2 separate regions of the Dromaius novaehollandiae genome follow, and region 1 is linked to region 2. A link is a contact called in public Hi-C data. All regions are on one chromosome and are shown on one strand. The core of a region is the stretch at or near the end of the contact, and the rest is flanking DNA. Distances in the headings are between cores, read along the strand shown. Region 1 overlaps DTNA (dystrobrevin alpha). Region 2 overlaps LOC112984826 (ethanolaminephosphotransferase 1-like).

The links. Hi-C and Micro-C count contacts between places; a contact is called where the count stands out from the background.
Region 1: a Hi-C map of liver shows a contact between it and region 2, with 6 times the contacts expected there. The contact joins two enhancer-like sites. A contact is called at or near these places in 2 of 4 Hi-C or Micro-C datasets (liver and ovary).

Annotation. Positions count from the first base shown.
Region 1 is chr2:139,235,410-139,241,162 of bDroNov1.hap1, forward strand. DTNA (dystrobrevin alpha) reads right to left here. Exons shown (of 21, transcript XM_064507580.1): 17 at 3,038-3,197; 18 at 138-227. Among named protein-coding and RNA genes, the nearest start is that of MAPRE2, 46 kb to the left of the region's middle. Within about 2 kb of position 3,867, at least 1 of the 2 cell types and tissues checked has open chromatin away from gene starts, as enhancers often do.
Region 2 is chr2:139,052,066-139,057,594 of bDroNov1.hap1, forward strand. It overlaps LOC112984826 (ethanolaminephosphotransferase 1-like), which reads left to right. Exons shown (of 11, transcript XR_010387977.1): 3 at 2,111-2,219; 4 at 4,401-4,475. Among named protein-coding and RNA genes, the nearest start is that of SPIDR, 28 kb to the left of the region's middle. Within about 2 kb of position 3,561, at least 1 of the 2 cell types and tissues checked has open chromatin away from gene starts, as enhancers often do.

The DNA of each region.
Region 1 (5,753 bases), core at 2,617-5,116, 180 kb after region 2:
TTTTCCTAAAAGCATAAACATCTTTGAAGCTATATTACACTGCTTTTTTGTTCGCTTATTTTTTCCTAGCTCCCATTTTTTAAAATACATACGAAATGCCAATGCAGGGACTATATTCCCTCTTTAGCTTCACTCACCAGAATTTAGCTCTTTTACCAAAGAAGACATGGTGTTGGTGATTGAATCTGCTGCCACCAGCAAATCATTTCTTAAGTTCCGTCTTGCACCTGAAGCAAGAGACAGACAAAACACAGTGTTAATGTTCTTCACAAGCCATATGTTTTCCTGTTCAAAGCAGTTTCAGCCCTGCCCAGAGCTGCCATTGTGATAATTCAGGGTATCAAAGCCCTTACAAGAGACGCGTGCAGAAGAGTTCTCTGCAGAACAGCCTCATTTTCTTACGCTGTATGCAACAGCAGAAACCTACTCTCATGCTTCATTTAATCACAATGCCAGAAATGTGGAGATTATTCATTGCCATCAAGCTCACATTTGTGTGGTGACACTAGCAGAACAGGCCTGGAAGATTAAATCCAAGGTGAACTCATTTAAAATGTCTGTGGGGGAGGAGGGAGGAATTAAGTGTTTTCTCTAAGTTCCCACAGTTCTGTTTAATGACACCATTATTGTCAGGTATTTGCCAGATAATTTTGGCAAATGTTGAAGAAACATACTTGACCTCATCAAGACTGATAGGGATTTTTTCTCTCCATTCCCTCTTTCCTCTGCACTGAGTTTCTTCTGTAGCTCAAAGATTTTCTTGTATAGTCCATAATTTACCTTTTTTTTTTAATAAAGGAAAGACTATCCCTTCTCTAAACAGCCCTAGGCTGCTTTTAAACTCGTTCTAATAATCTAGAAGTGGTTCCCTGCTGAACCTGGCAATATTCCTTTAACTATCAATCGTGAACGATTCTGGCGAGCCGAGCACAATAATCCTTCCCGAGGAGCGGACTGTGGGTAATATGTGCTTAACACTCCCAAATCCCAAACACAGTTCCTATTGCAGCTGAATAATCTATGTGTCCCATAGAATCTCTAATCTTTCAGACTGGATTCTTCCTAGGAAGTGGCAGCATCTGACTGCTGTAGATGCTTTAAAACAGACTGACTGTTGTACTATACATTTTTAAAAATGCCCGAAATCCTAAAGAGGTTCTTTTTAACATATCACAGTTAGCAAATGATTATTGGAATATAGATCGAAGTAGTTAATCTCTCTCTTACGCATACACACAAACACAGACACACAAACACTCAGACAGCCTCTCCCTCCCTAGAGCCTTCTCAATTTTGTATCTTTGAACTATTCAAACACTACGAAAGAAGAGAAAAAACATGAGAAACAGTGCTCTAACCATGGCTGGTCTGCATTACGTGTATATAAACAGAACTGTGTCGGTACGGCGCAGAAGGGAGACGTAATCTCTCAACCCACGCACCCACTCACAATGATATATGTCAACACATGACAGAACAGATTTCAAGCTCTCTGGTTTTGACCTTCCTAACTAGAGAATATGGGAAATAATGACATAAAGCTAGATATTTATCAAATGCAGTAGTTTTAAAATGTGATCACTGTACCTTTTATATTGCTTTTTCTCTTGAACAGAACACATTTATGTGCTTAAGAAACATTTGCCTGAGGCAGGTTAAGTATTATTTATGGATATTTTATTGTAGCCACTGAATTATTTCTCTTAGTCTTAGTTCTGGAAGAAAGTGTTCTACAATATCATAGCGGATAGGGTCCATATTTTTGCATCTCTCAATTTTTCATAGCAAAAAGAAGAAAAATGTTTCGTGTTTGTTTCTTTTCTCACAGCAAATGAGGTATGCAGCAACCTGGTATGCTGGGACTAGGAATTATGCCTTAGTAAAACATGTTTAATACATGAATTTACCAGCACTTTAGTAGAAATTTCTTGACTGCATTATGGATTCAACCTGGCCATAACGTACATAAGGAAGGCAAAGGGTAGGGTGCACGGGAAGGCAGAACTGGGCTCTTGGGGATAAATACACATCCACCACAGCAGAGGAACCCCAGAACACCACTTACATTTTGATTTGTACTGGTGAAACAAAGCAAGAATTTGCTCAAATAAAAGAATTGCAGCAATATAAATATTTTAGAAGAAAGCAGTTTAGAGAAAGAAGGAATATTTCCTCGTTCAGGTCTCATGGAGTATTTACTTTCTTCTGTATTCAACATAATCATTTAATCCGTAGTCTCAGAAATTCAAAACAGTTTAACATTTCTTGTTACTTGACAAGAGAGTGGAAAGGGGAATGAGAAACACAATACAGCCTATGTCCTTTTTCTGGAAAAGCTAAGGAAGTGTTCACCCAGACTTCCAGACTAGATTCCTGTCTAGTCTAGCCAGACTCTTCTCACAGGCTCGCAGCAAAAGGAGAAAGGACGACAATCACAAGTTGCATCAAAGGAAATTCCAACCAGATACAAGGACAAAAATTTACACAGTGAAGTGTGGTCAAACACTGGAACATGGGCTGTGGAAAATTCATGCTTGGAGATATTAAAAACTCAGTTGGATAAGGCCTGAACAATTTGATCTCACTTTGAAGCTGGCTTTCTTGCAGCAGGAGGCTGGATGAGATGCTTTTTCCACCAAAATTACTCTATGATTCTAATATCTATTCTTCAGCACAGTCTTTATTTAAAAACAAACCCACTCACAACACCTTGCTGAGGTCAGTAACAGTTCTTTATATTTTCATTAATAGAGCACTGATAATTGCTTTGACCATCTTGCACCAAAATTCCCTCTTACCACCAAATCCATTCGTTGGCATCACTATCTAGTTCTAAATGGTTTCCACTTAGCTGCTCGCCTGGAGAGCCGTCTCATGGCAGACAAATTGATTTTCATTGGTAAACCACAGCTGTTTTTTCTGTTTTGTTCTTTCTATGCAATTCCAAAACTCAAGTTCATTTGGTCATTAACCAGGAGAAAAAAGGATTCTTAAGATAGTCTCTGAGTACCTCAGGCAACCTACTAATGAAACTTACTTTGTGCAAAGGCTTCCTGCACATCTCCTCCCACCCCAGTCAGCGAGTCCTGAGGTGTGTGGGTCGGGGTGGAGCAGGCAGAGGCAGACCTGATGGGCATGGGAATAGGTCGGCTGATAGTGTGGCTGGGTGAGGAACGAGGGGAGCCTGCCCCTTGGGTCTGGAAAACAATCACAAATGGTTAAATAGGTCTTTGCAAGAGACTTGGCCTGCTGTCCTTGTCACCCATCCCTCACCTCAAAGGCATCATGCTGTTTGTAGATGAGTTGGGTTATGTTAATTTTGCTAAAAGAAACCTACTGAAGTTAGTTGTTTGCTAGGGAACAGCAACAATGTTGTGTAGAAAATAATGGGTAGGAAAATACAAGTCCACATCTGACTTTCTCGAAACTTGGGAAAATGTCAGACAGCTAAGTTAAAAAAAATAAATAAATAAATACCAAAGTATAGGCCTTCTCCCCCCATCCTCCCCCTTCTTTCACTCCCCCAGTTTATGTGCGAGTGTGATGAAAAGTAAATCATTCAAACTTTGAGAAGTGGAAAGAGGCTACCACTGAAGCAGCTTTCAGTGTGGGTAAGGAATTGAAATATTCTCTTTACTCTGAATGCTTCCATTTTAGCTCATCTGTGCACTCATACCTGAGCCTCTGCATCCTTACAGGAAAAGTTCATGCCATAAAGTTTTAAAATGTACATGCAACCTCTCAGTCACATAAAATCTGACACTCTCAATAAATAATGTAGCTTAATGCTTTTTATTCTGAGCTAGAGAACTATTTTAAGCCACTACTAAATCATACACTATTAAATTCTTCACTCTACAGGATATACTCAGGCACTGCCCAAATACTACAGGGATAGGGCAATTTAGATTCCTGCTATGGGTTCAGCTGCTGGAAGTTAAAATGTTTTAATACCAGTCATATAAAATGTCATGCTGTTAGCACCTCACAGTTAGTATCACTTAGTTGAAATTCAAACAGACTTTACAAAATAATGTTTTTTACAAATGCAGCTGGGTGAGTGATACCAAGGGACACCGTGCACTTTTCCTTGACTGCTTCAGAGCCCTTGGAATGTGTGTTCACATAAGGAAAAACAAACCCTCCAACCCAAACTAAACCACACTCCTCTTGTCAGGACTGAAAATCTGTGTTCAGTACAGGCCAGTGACTGAAATGGCTTGAGTACTTTTAAAACAGGAACTAGAACACATGCGCCTGTTTGTTTACAGTGAAAAATAACATTAAGGCTGGCGTCTCCCTCGCTCTGTGTTTATTTTGAGAATTTGGAATGATTTCTTAACTCTTTCTATGCCATTTCCTCTGATTCCCAGCCCAGATCTGATTCGGGGAATCTTCTAAAGAAGTCAATAGCAGCCCATTACAGAATAAGTGTAGCATTGCTCTTTGAGATTTTTAAAAAATCCTGCTTCTAATCATAAATAATGTATTGGAATACTAAACTATTTGTTCTTTTCTCCTCTCTCTCCTTTCTAAAGAGACATTATCACTGGAGAGACATGGTGGCAAATTAGGTTTATGAGAAATAAGCACATTACTGATAAGGGAATGGAGGAGTTAATACTTACAATTTTTTTTAATGATCAGTTTTAAAACATTTAAATGATGGATGAAAGGGAGGTTGAAAACATAAGGGCCAGAAGCTCTGCTGTTTCTGCACTTCTCTGTACCTACTCTCGCAGAAATCAAACCCTGAGGTGGCCGGCTGAGAACTCAGCCACCCTCGCTCTGCTTCCAGCTGGGTGAACGATGCTAGTCCCCCAGAGACAGGGCCCACAGCAACCTGGTGATGCCCCCAGGCCCTCGCAGGTCGTACCCACTGCACATCGGGCGGGAGATCTGGCAGCTACAGCTATCTTCTGCCGTGACCCCGACTCCTCTATGAAACGGAGAGCTATACAGTGAAGAGCTTCTTGCTCCCAGTTCTCTTCTGCTTGCCCTGTTTCCTCAGCTTCCCTTTGCCTTCGATGGCAGCTCTAGGGAACACTAACAACAGTGGGAACTTTCAGAGAAGATGAGAAAAAAATGGATTCAATTTGTTTCTATAATCAAGTCACATTTAAGGAATGAACTACATAATGGGCATTTTATTTACTAAAAATAACGGATGCCTGCCAGTACTTCTGCTCTGGAATTTTCCCACAGGAGAAATGTAAAAAACCGTTCACCAGTGCTTAGTGTTGAGTCTACTTTATAGTTATGCTTGACATCTTGTGGTTATGATAAACAATGCCCTCTTATCTGTAGCTTTCCATTTTCGAATAAACTGCTTGGGAAGCACAGAAAAAGGAAGCATTTGGATTCTCCTATCCAGCTAAAAACTTCCTGTTTTTATATGATTTGTGCAATATCGGACAGAATCGATGAAAAGGAAGTTGAAATAGGAGAATATTAGAGAATGATTTAAAAGAGGTGAGCACTTTTATTATATTTTGCTTAGCTACATCCAGTTCACTCCAAGTTGGTGGGAAGGGAACGTCACTAGGACTGGATTCCTGCTTACTGGGTGTCGGGAGAAACACGGTTTTCACGGACTAGAGCTAGCTGCTTGGAAACCTGCTAAGATAACCAGCAGTAAGCAACTCCTTGGTATTCTTAGCAGAGAAATCAAGCACCAAATTGATCCCAAACTTAGTTAACCCCACCAGCTGAGGACTAAGGCATGCTGAAAAAGGAGGAAGGGAAAGCTATGA
Region 2 (5,529 bases), core at 2,311-4,810:
TTGACAAATCAGGTCAGTTAAGGATCAAAGCAGTATGCATAGCAGGTGAACTGGAGAAGAGGTTGTTTTCTTGAGGATAGATCTCTTGTAACTGTTCACGGTGTGTCCACTAGCCAAAGAGGCTGAGAGTATAATTGATGGTTTCCTTATAAAATATATGATGCCAGAACCTGTGTTAAAATAATTCCTTCATGTTTGTACTGTGTAAACAAAAATTATTTCCTGTAGTAACATTAATAATGTCATTGTGTCTATTTCGAATAATGAACCTAATCAGAAAGCAGGCATTTACGGGGCCTTACTTTAATTTATAGTCAACAATTATTATGAATCATGCAGGAGAAATCAGTCATTTTAAAACAGTACATTGGAGGGCATCTATATGTCCATGTCAGTGGCTCATCCACAGGTTGTCTTAAAGCACTATTTTGATCCTGTTTTTAGAGCAAAAGAGACCAATCGAGAATGTCTTTATTGGCCTCAGTCATTCTTATTCCATGTAAGGTCAGAGACATCCGGCAAACTGCATAGCAGGAGATTCATGTCAAGCCTCTACCTTACGTTTCTGCATCCACAGGTATCAGAATTAGATGTGATGCTGTCACTGCATACTGAGCGTGCAGTGAATTTAATCAGATGGGAATGTGCACTGAAGAGTTGTTCCTTATATGTTCTCTTAAAGGTACTTCAGGAAATATTTGCTGTCACTTGTTCTTCGGAATTTAGGATTGGGCTTTTAAAAACTCATAATGATAGATATATTAAAATGTGTGTAATATGTTTTTGTTGTAGCTGTAGGCATTCCATTTTATGTTTCTACTACTGTAAGATCTTCCATACAGAGTTTAAAATTGATGATAAAATCCTATCCATAAGGAAAGCAGCTATCAGATGTAATAATTTTTCCAATGTTATTAGAAGAAACATTAAGAAATATAACTGAAAAATATTTTTCAGGAATTTCCCTGGTTTTGAAAGTATGCATTGTACATTATCAGCTGCACAATTTCCCCTGAATATTATTGATTGTTTGTACTGTAATAGCAGCAAGAGGATCTAATCAGGATCATTAATGTTAGACCTTCCAATTTTATATGCAGATTTTTCACATAACAATATGATAGAGGAAGGTAATGATTTGAAATGTTTTATAGTACTGAAGTACTTCTTTATGTGCATTTTCACTCTTTCATCATTCCAAAAAACTGAGTATAAGCCTCTTTTTTTAAAAAAATATTTTGAATATATTGATAGTGTGTTTGAGTGACAGCGGTGGTCTATGTTTATACTGCATTTCTGCAAATATGTTTGGGCCAAAAATTGTGTAAAAAGCTGTGTATACTGTTTCAGAAACTAGCTTGGAGAAACTGTCCCGCTTGGCAACAGCTTTACCAAAAAAAACCCTGTCGCACCGTAAGGAATAAAGCCACAGGGGACTAATAGTCAAGAGTGGTTAATGGAGAGGAAGAATTAGAGGCTCAGGTGAAGATGGACAGTGCTTTTCCTCACTCTGCAAAGTAAAATGAATTAATGTAGCATTTATAATTTATGGCTAAAGAGGGAGGCTCTGCAGAAAGTTAGTATCTAGAGAAGCAGGGAGCTGTTTGTAGCAGGGAGTTCTTTTGAATATAGAGGGTAATGCACTCAATGTCTGACTGTTCTGTGGATGTTTTGAGTTAGAAGGTATTAACATATTTTAAAGAAGAAATGTGCTTAGCATGGAATAGAATGCTTTTAAAAACTGCCATGTAGATGCTGAATTACCACACTGGGGTGCTGCAGTCTTCTTTCAGTTGTGTTATGCAAAATCGTGAGAAACTTTCCTTGGTGTTTGGGAAAATAAGCAGAGTGTATAGCATATGAAATATAATGTTTTTAAATTACATTTTTACTGCAGTCACAGATCCAGGCAGAGAGATGACATTTAAAAATAAGTTGCTTCAGAAATGAAAACTGTATTTTTAATTCGAAAATGGAAACATATACACAAATCTGAACATTATGGATGTCATATACAGGTTTCTCCTTTCCCGATAGAAATATTTAATTAAAATAGGGCTTTTAATTTGAAATATGATTTTTCTTAGAATTTTTTTTTCTTTTTTAACAGATAGTGCCTTTGTGGATTGCTCCCAATGTGTTAACATTCTCTGGATTTGTGATGATTTTAGTTAATTATTTTCTAATATCTTTTTATGACTGGGACTACACTGCCTCAGGTAAATATCCTCATGTTGTGATTTTCAGAATTACAGAGCTGCTTGTGTCATAGGCCTGAATGATACAGCGAGGTATCAGATACCTGAATCTTCCCATTCCCTTAATGAGCATATAGGAGGATCTGCCCTCACACATGGCATTATAAATTCAGGCCATTTTATTGGAACAGCTTATTTAGTTTCATCCATAAAAATGGGTTTCAGCGTGTAGTGTTCAAAGTCTATGATAATATCTCATTTGACTTAGAGTGCGTGCCAATATTCTAATACGCAGTGATTTCTTAAACAAGGTAACTGAGAAAAATAAACACCCTAATGTTCTTCATAAAATTTTCATTAGTCTCACATTTCTTGATATCTAAATCCACGCCTGAATTCGTTAATTGTGCTTTCATTACTCCGTATAAAAAGTTTGCCATCCCCCACGGCAAGACTGCTTCTAGACAGAAGAAATACTTTCCAAACAAATCTTCCTTGAAATTATATCTTTCAAAGTCCAAATCCGTATTTTCTCCTGGTGATAGAACAGGTCAGAAGCTTTTTGGAGCTGGCCGTTCCTGAGCATAGGGAATGTTCAGACCTGGAATTCTTAGACCAGTTGTTGAAAAAACCAAAAAAGCCTACAGTAAGTATCTGCCAGGTGATTAATATGTAAAATCTTTGCTTTTCTTTAAACTAGGCAATTTGGAAAAGACTCAGCATTCTACTTTCTGGAAAAATTATGTTTGTTTTTTTGTTCCTTTTAATATCTTGTGCCTGTGATTAGGTTCGGGAGGTACTTCTTGGTGTGAACTGTTTGTAGATTTATTAAGACAGTTCTGGAAGCAGACATACTTACTAGTAGTTCTGCTTCAAAAATAATCCTGTATGAGTATTAAATTTTCAAGGGCCAGTATGTTACGTAAATATCTAGCCTCATCTTTATACACTTGGATTTTTATCAATGCAGTTGATATTTACTAAATTCTGTAATAAAATAGTATCCAGTACTGACCTTTTCATTGGATAATTTTACCATGCATGACACGTTCCCAGTGGACACGTATTGAATTTGAAGATACTTGAAATAATGATATAAAGTATGTTAGAATTTAGACTTCTATGCGTAGTTTGCAAGCCTATTCTTAATTTCACATGAAAACAGTATCCATCATTTCTCTATTGATTGAAAACGTTCATGCAACCTAACTAGTCTTTTGAGTATCATATATCAATTCCATGCACAGGATCAGAAATAAAAGCCGTAATTTCCTGGGCAGCTGTTTTCCATTCTATAGTTTGCAAATTTGCAGCCAAGAATCAGGAAGTGCCGTCTTTGCTTTCAGAACAGCAACGTGAGACATGAGTGAGAAGTGTTCAGGAACGTGGCCTTCAGTGTTGGCATCTCTCAGTTTAGTAAGGGGATGCCTCTGTGTACCGCTGTTCCCTCTTGTTCTGTGCAGGATGCTGGCAACCTGAAAGGGTTTCCCCCGTACAGCAGTTCACTGCTGGCTTCTTCCATATTGGATTATGTTTAATTTAAATAGAACACTCTTTGGAGAAAGGACTGATTTCTTTAAAAGTGCAGCAATAATCTTGGGTTATTGTTTCTAGCAGAACAATAACAGAACCTTGCATTCTGTCCAGTTCAGCTTTCTCTTCCAGGTTCATTAAAAAAATACCAGGCACATTATGAAAAGGGAAAAAAAGGGTGCTATATCTGTCTTAGCCTAAGGGCAGAGTTTTCCTGTTCAGATCTATATGGTAAAGCTGCTGTACAAAACTCACATTGGTGTTAATAAAAATGATCGTGCTTGAAAACTACAGTTTTTAATATATTCAGAATATTACATAAGCAGTAACTAATTTTTTGATGGGTAATTTCCCATGAACAGTGAAAAATTTTGTCCAGTTACTGTCCTTATTTTGTGGAGTATTGCAGTCACTTCAGCACCAAAAAGCTCTCCCTTATTTTCTTCACTTTACCATATGAGCATATTCAGGCTTGGTCGTTGTTTCCTTGAGATGTAGAGCTCACTGATGACCTGAGTTGATTGAAGGCCAAAAACAAATCTTAACTTTAATTCTGTTTTATATATTAGGCTAATCAGTGGCAGTTTGTTCCTATGTATATACATATCTTGGTTAGATTTCTTTAATCTTAACCGCTGTTATACTGACTCTCTATTCAATTTATTTCAGGTACCAGTCCTGGACTTGTTCCAACCTGGGTGTGGCTGTTTAGTTCTTTTACCACCTTTTGTGCTTATACTTTAGGTAAAGTATGCTGGAGTAATTTACACATCTGGAGTCTTCATAGAGTTTTATCTGCTAGTTCACTAATTCTGATATCCAAATGAAAAGGCATAGTGGATAAATTATTGACTTCTCTCCAAAACAGTTGTCTGATATTAAAAAAAGATTAACAACCATGAGACTTTAAAAAAACCCAACAGTTTTTAATGCTATGTAGTAGCTTATGTGACTGTAGCTCTTCTCTTTAAAGTTTGGATTCTTTCTGTAGAGGGACAATAGAAATCATTTCACAGCACAGGCCATTACTGTTGGGTTTCATAAAAATCTTTGGTACTGAACCACTAACTTTTTGAGAAGCTACCTGACATTTGCTCTAACTTTCAAGGACAGGAGAAACAAAGAGCAAAGTAGATAAAAAAGGGAATTAATGTAACCTTCTGTTTTAACCTATAAGGCACGTCAGTGCTGACAGTGTGTGTCAGGAGAGACAATATGGATGTGGCAACAGGACTGAGCTTCTTTTAGAAATGGAGTTTCTTTTTTTTTTCTCACCTGTTACTGCCTTTCTCCCAAATCAGCTTTATCTCATTTTCAGTTTTATGTTCTGATTCGCTTTTTATATCATTCCAAGGCTGTGTATTTTCACGTCCGTTGCAATTTGCGATGCAGTTCTGTGAAGACACACCTCAGAGTTCAGATGCAGACCTGAACTGGTGAAGATCTCTGAGTGAGATCCTCATTCACACGGCTATCTTGCTTTCTCTTCCAAAGCAAACTCATACCAAACTAATTTTTTCATATCGTGGTGCAACAGAGCTAAGTTTTCCTTGGACTCAAGCTGGTATATTTACATGGACTGCAGCAGGCTGTGTAAACATGTCAGCCCTTGTGGAGCTGGTTCATGTGAGGAACTGGATTGCACAATGTAGCCATATATTTGTGTACCATATTTAAGATACCTAACCAAGATATAAATGTGTACCATGTGTACTCTGTAGTGCTGTGCAAAGATACAGGCCTAGAAAATCCTGGGAAGAGTACTCCAGCTTAGCACAGGGAGTGTAGTGAGTCCAGG